2 separate regions of the Sparus aurata genome follow, and region 2 is linked to region 1. Evidence: chromatin contacts called from public Hi-C data. All regions are on one chromosome and are shown on one strand. Each heading gives the region's core, a stretch centred on a gene start, on an enhancer-like site or on the middle of the called end of the contact. The rest is flanking DNA. Distances are from core to core; before and after follow the strand shown. Region 1 holds the start of ccdc43 (coiled-coil domain containing 43). Region 2 holds the start of apnl (actinoporin-like protein).

Region 1 (3,669 bases), core at 633-3,132:
TCAAAAACCAAATAAGCTCCAAACTACTGCCATGCACCTAAATCCAAGAGTCAGCTGTATCCTCTGACTCTGCCATGACAGGCGCAAACAAATCTGTGTCCTCTACTTCCACCCAGAGGCCAAAAGCAGAATGTCACACTTGTTTATTCTATTCACATCTGTATTACATCTGTTCCTCTGTTTGCACAGGCAAAACATCAGTAATGCAAAACTTACAGGTAAATCTGAAACAAAATGTGACTTATACTTATGTCTCACTCAACCTCAGTACCAATAATGCATTACAACAACCAGCGCAAATGTTTACGATCATACAAATTATTCATCAAATAATTCTTCATGGTGGAATTATTCTGTTCTGTATTTTGGTTCCTTGTGATAATGACAATATTCTGCCAAAGTCTGTTTGACGGGCCGGCTGCCCACTGAATTCAAACAGAATAGCCAGTTATTTTTTAAATCAGCATTTCAATTATACCAGTCTACTGGCATGCCTTCGAGGGAGTGCACGACTACTTCTGTAAACTGTGGGACAATCGAACATTAATTTTCAATCAAGAACTTCGGGATTTGTGGCAGTCTCCCAGGGCATTTACTGTATGTGACTGCCAACGCTGAGCATTTAGCACTGATTGGAATTTTGGCTGCAGAAATTAATTCAACAAGCCAGTCTAGCAGCATGACGGAGTTATCACAGCCACTTTTAAACAAATGGCAGTGACAAGACCTGTGTTCCTGAACTGCAAGCTGTAATTAGCTTGTCTTTGCAACTAATGAACTTTCGTTTCTCAGATTAACCCTGCAGGGGCAATGTGGGTAGATGTGGTGATTTGGTATGAGGGAGCAGTGATCACAGAAGACAGGGAGGAGACAAACAAAACAATATACAAGCTGCTTAGAAATGTAGATGATGGATGAATGGATGGATCGTGCATACAAGATTTTTTGTCTATTTCAAGTGAAAATATTAGACTCAAGGTAGATGGCAAGGAGCGTTTCGATAGCTACATCTTGTTTTCTCCAAATTTACAATCATGTGTTAGCATTTTCTTCTTTAGCATCGCCTGTCAATAATTACTTCATCAACTTATTATACAAATCTTACTGCACATTTCTTATCCTAATGACAGATCTATGTGAACCTGATCATTTTTACTGACCCCGATATTCTGTGTGTATATTTATATGCATTTTTTTTGTTGCCTGAGACCTTTTTTCACATTTTATTTGTTTGTGATATTGTTGTTTATTGTTTGTTTTTAATTACAATCAAATGTCTGAATTAAAAGAGTACATTGCTTCTTGAAAGAGTGTTGCCTATTTGCATCAATATGCTATAATATCATCATATCATTACCTTACTGAAATGGCATAAAATGGTATTAAAATGGCAATAAAATCATTCAGGCTACTTTTCTGGGACAATATCTCGTCCAAAAAACATACGTTGCATGACAGACCTTAGTTGTGCCTTTGTTTTGAGTGTTAGTTGACACCCAGTTTACGTTATAAAATGTTGTTGGCTGAAGATTGCCGTCGAAGAAAATTAATTAATCTTGACTGTACTCTCAGTGCGAGATACATATTTTTTGTCCCATTGTTTTGAGTGAGAGATGGGTTTGGTTTTTTTTTGTTAAATGGAGATATAACGTTACATTAATAGCTTAATTCAGCCCAAACTTGACTAACAGAGGCTTTACTTCGACCTTTTAGGCACCTGACAACTACAAAAAGTTTGTCAATTGAGTCATCCTTTTTTATATTAACTCATTTTATGACTGCCAACATGATTCAGTTACCTGGAACTCGTCGATAGCAGTTTAAACTGAACGAAGCGCTAAGTCCTCCTTTTCCCCATCTTTTTGAACAGGCAATGACAAAGGACAGCCGCGCGCCACCGAAAGACACCAAAGGGCCAAGATGGCTGCGCCCGTGACAGACGCCGGGGAGTTTGAAAGCTGGCTAAATGATCGTCTAGACTCGTTAGAAGTGGACCGCGAGGTGTATGGGGCGTACATTTTAGGGGTCTTACAAGAAGAGGAGAGTGACGAGGAGAAAGAAGATGCGCTTCAAGGGATTTTATCCGCATTTCTGGTGAATATCTGAAGCGGCATGTCCCGCTCAGCCACCGAGGCTGTGCTTTCTCATGTGTTGCTGTCCGTCTTGTCGGCTCGGGTGGTACAAAGTGACAGTGCTGATGTCAGCTGTCATTTATGGAAGGTTTTATAGACGCTAAACGCGGCAGTATTTCTCCAACTACAGTCCAGACGCCACAGGCAGTGATGTTGGCTGTTCTCTCATGCCACACCAAGTCCCATTTAAAAAATCTGGAACTTGTAGTTTCTACTGTGCTCTTGTTTAGCGCTGGCAGACATCAGGCGACATATGACTCAGTGCCTAATCATAAATACAATTATTGTGTTTTCACGAAAGAAAACAGCAAATCCAAGGCGCTGTGTGTTACAGATACGTGTTGCCAATGGGTTAACCATTTGTGTATTTAGAGCAAGATGCCACGATGAGCTTTGGCAGACTGTCAGTATACCAGCTGTTATTAGCTTAACAGGGAATAACAGTTACTGCTCACATAACTCACATAATGCATCAACTGTTTGTGTGCTGTTTTTATATCCTCGTACAATTTGGCAGCCTCTGCCAGCTTCTGGTAGACGAAACATATTGGATCACTATATGCAGCATGTACTGCCTGTGAATGAATCCAGTGGGTGCGGTTGTCATCTGTCACTATGCCTCATTTAATGCTAACAGGCCATGTTGATGTAAGAGCATTGTTCACCTGGTTTGTTGAGTACATAAAGTGAGCTGTTGTTAATTAGTAATTGTGCTTTGTGTGCAGGATGAGGACTCCATGGAAGATGTCTGCAAACAGATCATCAAGCAATGGACAGATTATCGCAGCCGATTAGCAGCCCAAAAAAATGCTGATGGTATTTACGTAACTTTGATTTATCCACACTCATCACATCTCTTTGAAATGTTTTGTTGTTTTTTTTTCTAAAGAGACCTCAACAGTAAAAAATAAATAAATAAAAAAAAATCCAAACTCAGCTACTCTTGGAAATATAATTCAGAAAGGTTGGCAGGATTCAAACATTCAAATCTGTAACATACAGGTATATTTCAACCTTTAACTAATGAAAAGAGCTAAATCAAACACCTTGCAGTCGAAACTTTCACAAAATATACAAAGACATTAGAATTCATATAAGCATTTTGAAAGGCAGCGGGCCAAATACAGCATGCAGGCTTGTTAACTCATTTAATTCTTGACTAAACAGCAAAGACAGCTTGCTCCTGAGTCAGTCCTCTATACCAGATAAACACACAGAGGAGCTCTTTTGAGTTTTAAATCGTTTGCTTTGAGTCGGGAGCAGAGTTCAAAAGACTTTTCTCACTTGGAGAGATTAACTTTTCCTGCAAAAAAAAAATAAACAAAAACAGTTCCTGAGACTTCAGAAAGTTTTGTGTGAACTGGAGAAGTGTTAATTCTGTGAAGAACTTTCCACTGTGTTTGCTTTGTCAGTGTTATTACTGGAAAACAGGTTGTTTACTGTGCACTTAACCATAAGGGTCTGTATATTTTCAGGAGCCACAAGCTCAGATCGGCACCCTCGTGGCTCCTGCTCTTAATCCACGTTCATATTGACA
Region 2 (3,669 bases), core at 811-3,310, 140 kb before region 1:
AAATAGCTTCGGAAAAAAAAGGTTTATTTTATTCCTCAGACTGCAGTGTCAAGGTAAACACAGACACGCTTCTCTGTGTGTTTTATTAAGCCATGTGGCCTCATCCTCTGGTGAGTCATCCTTTGATTTTCATTTTCTAAAGGTGCCATTTTAAAGCCCGGTGCTATTGAAACAGACAGAGGCTTCGGCTATAAAAGGGGCGTTATTGCTGCCCGGATTTATAAACAAACTAAACTCTGATGGTAAGCAGATTTCCTGAGGGGTAATACGCAGGCATACAGACACATGTCAGCAACAATACATCTGTGAAATCATGCGTGTTGACTGTATTAGAAGCAGTCTGCCAGGTAAAAGCTGGATGTGGAGGGATGAATTCTGCTGTGGGGTTTCGTGACAGATATACAGTTTAGGAGGGATTTCTAGAATGCCTGCTGGCCCATGGGTGTGAAAAGCTTATCCCACAACTCCACCTTCAAGATGGCGTTTTCCAATGGACTCATGGTGGCCTTTACATCTAAGTAGTTGCCCACATAATTGATTCCTGACCCCGTGGCTTCCTCCCTGACAAACCCATGCTCTTTCTGGTTTTTCTCATAGTACAATTCTTTGTACAAAGCCTTATCGCATTCACGGCCCTTTTCATAGATGCCCACCGCGAACCAGTTCTTGTACAGGTTGTAGTCCCAGGGAACTGAGAACATGATGGCCAGAGACTCAATGTAGTCGTTCTGCGTCCTCTCGAAGAGGTCGTAGGTCAGCACACCAATGCTGCCGGTGGCTTTGCCGCTGGACTTGGTGAAAGTGCAGACCTCCGTCATCAGAGGGCGCACGGTGGGTTGAGGTGGGTTGTATGTCTCGCCATTTTCAAGGTACACCCTAACCGGAACAGAGGAAGCGTATGTTACACACATATATACTTATTTGGATCTTTATGTTTCAAACAAGCCAGAATGATACATGTCATGTCACATTCTGATAATAAGCTGTCTTTCATGTGGTGGCATGACAGCTAGGTGAGTTGGCAGTCAAGCATAGACCACTGTTGGAGACATTGTAAACAACAGAACCACTTTATGAGATGTTGGATATTTTCCAGCTGTATTGTGGTGGAAAGAAGCAGGTATTTTAAGCCAAAACATGATCTGTCCCTAACCCTAGCATTCCTGGTTTTTGTGCCTTAACCTAACCAGACCACATGCACAGAGGTGTCAGACATGAAATAAAAAATTTGACTTGAAGTTGCAACAAAAAGAAATGTTTCAATATATCCATATCTGTGGTAAGCAGGGGCTGGGCTGGGCTCACCTGGGGTTAAGGAGGCAGTAGTTGTTCGTGATATTTGAGATTTCAATGACGACACTTCTCTTCCTGTCCACATCAGCTGCAATGGCTTCAGCTGACTCTGTCATGTTGGAACGGCTGTGTGATCCTCTTGTAAAAAAAAAAAAAAAAAAGGTAATTTAGATGTTAACCAGCTGAACCGAACAACCTAACAGCAGCTGTGAAAAGCACTTCCCTCCACGCCCAAACACACAGGGAGTCATGAGATACATTACAACAAAAAATATCCCTCTGACCTGTGTTGGCATTACACTGAATGGAGCTGGGTATGAATGATGCATTTCAGAGGCTAATGAGATTTCAGAACAGTTGTGAACAATCAGAGAATAGCTGCAGACTCTCTTTGGCTCATTAGAGAGTGCACCTCTTCAATTACAGCATTAAGTAGCACTCAATAATGAAGTTAGAGTGAAAACACTCGAGAAAATGAGCAGCCGTTTTATCAACAGATATAAGATACAAATCAAACAAATGCTCCATCAGGCTCTGCCGCTACAAATTGCTTTTTTTCTTTTAGAGTCACAAGCTAATGAGCCATTCTGTGTACTGCTTTCTGTAAAATCAGTTTAATATTCTAATTTCTTTCAGCCAAAATGCTTCAAGGGACTTACCTGCTGAGAACCTGTGCTGGTGCTGCCAAATCCAAAAGTGGGAAAAGTTAGCTGAAAGGGAGGTGCCGGTAGTTTTTTTTTTTTTAAACAGGATGCATGCCATCAACCAGGAAACCCTCCCACTTGCAACACAACCCCTATTCGACAGTACACACCCTCTTTCAACACACATTTGTCGTCAACACAAAGCCCCTTTGAGAACAAATACTTCTGTATTTTTCCCTGTGGGATGAAACTGCCACACCCTAGTCTGTGGAACAGTTTACAGCAGATTCCAATTGGATCCCGACCTGTTAGGTAAGCTGAGATCTTTCACTAAGCCCACTCCTACAGGACTGTGGGTAGATGAATGTCTACCAGATTGAAAGATGTGGTCTGGGAGTCGCAAATGCTGTGGCATTGTGCAACAGAGTCAAAGGCAAACTAAACAAGTTAAGACAGGGATCTGTGGAGCTACTTTTTTCCTGTCTTTTGTTGAACCTCCTGGATGCCAAATACCACAGAAAAAAAATCCACACACTTCGGTGCAAGACGGAGAATCTCACAGCCAGCGAAGACCAATATTGTTATCATGCCGATTAAAAAAACATCTATGCAGATATTCCATCTGTTGCTGCTCATTAGAATTGGATGGATCCCGCTAAGAGATTAAAAAATGATTACTGTTCATCAGTAATAATGAAAGCATACTGAGTGAAAACATATCCCACTCAACAAAGCAACACGCTTTGGGTCTGAATGTGTTATTACCATAATCAAAGAAAAAAGAGGGTGTAGAATATACATAAGCCCAAGAAATAAGCTAATGGAGAATCAATGAGCTGGCTGTCAGATATTGATATCTTTCAGCGGACAGGAATTACAGATGACAGCAGAATCAGTCTTCCTGTCCTCTGGATGTTTCTCTGAATGACAACACGCAACAGTGTTCAGATCAAATTAAGTTTATTTATTCTGTTGAGTACACAAGCAACAACGTGAAGAGGCAGAACACCAGCAGACTTTTCTACACTTAACGACCCATTTTGTCGTAGAGCTCCACTTTCACAATGGCTTTGCCGACACTGGACATCGTGGCCCTCAAATCGACATATGTAGCTCTATATAAAAGCCCAGCGCCGTGTTGCTCAGAGCGGGTGAAGTTACTGAGGTCTTTCCCATCGTACAGCTGGTCATACAGGTGTTTGTCGCAGTCACGGGATTGCTCAACCACACCCACAGCCAGCCGGTTCTTGTACAAGTTGTGGTCAAAAGGCACAGAGAACATGATGGCCATGCGGTCGGAGCAAACCCGGCTCTTCATATGGAACAGGTCGTAGGTCAGCAGGCCAACTGCGCCCGTGGCGGTGTTGTCGTCCTTGGTGAAGGAGCAGACTTCGGTCTTGGAGGTGCGAACCGTGGGCTGGGGCGGGTGGTGACAGAAGCCACTTGACATGTACACCCTGTAAAGGAGAGGAGACAAATCCTCACCATCACTGACAATCACTTGATAACTTTTATGTCACACTTGCTAGACTTTTTGATGAAAGAACTGAGTTTTGTAAGTTTTGTGGAGATGGTCGGTGTACTTTTTGAGTGTTGGGCTTTCCAGGGTACCTGAAATACCTTATGCTGATGGATGGAGTGTGACTGTACAAGCAGTGCTGTGGACTTCTAAGCAACAGTGAGTGTACCTGCGTACGATGTGCAATGAGGCAGTGTGTGTCACTGTGTGATG

What was found. Hi-C and Micro-C count contacts between places; a contact is called where the count stands out from the background.
Region 2: a Hi-C map of skeletal muscle shows a contact between it and region 1, with 4 times the contacts expected there. The contact joins the promoter of apnl here to the promoter of ccdc43 in region 1. A contact is called at or near these places in 2 of 2 Hi-C or Micro-C datasets (skeletal muscle and an unstated tissue).

The regions. Positions count from the first base shown.
Region 1 is chr23:22,251,564-22,255,232 of fSpaAur1.1, reverse strand. ccdc43 (coiled-coil domain containing 43) reads left to right here and starts at 1,882. Exons shown (of 5, transcript XM_030407753.1): 1 at 1,882-2,094; 2 at 2,858-2,948. The coding sequence starts at 1,921. It overlaps LOC115575572 (a long non-coding RNA gene), which reads right to left and starts at 1,845. Exons shown (of 4, transcript XR_003982692.1): 1 at 1,800-1,845.
Region 2 is chr23:22,393,634-22,397,302 of fSpaAur1.1, reverse strand. It overlaps apnl (actinoporin-like protein), which reads right to left and starts at 2,060. Exons shown (of 3, transcript XM_030406408.1): 1 at 1,953-2,060; 2 at 1,306-1,431; 3 at 8-876. The coding sequence starts at 1,409. The coding sequence ends at 420. It overlaps LOC115574957 (bryoporin), which reads right to left. Exons shown (of 3, transcript XM_030406654.1): 3 at 2,881-3,394. The coding sequence ends at 2,965.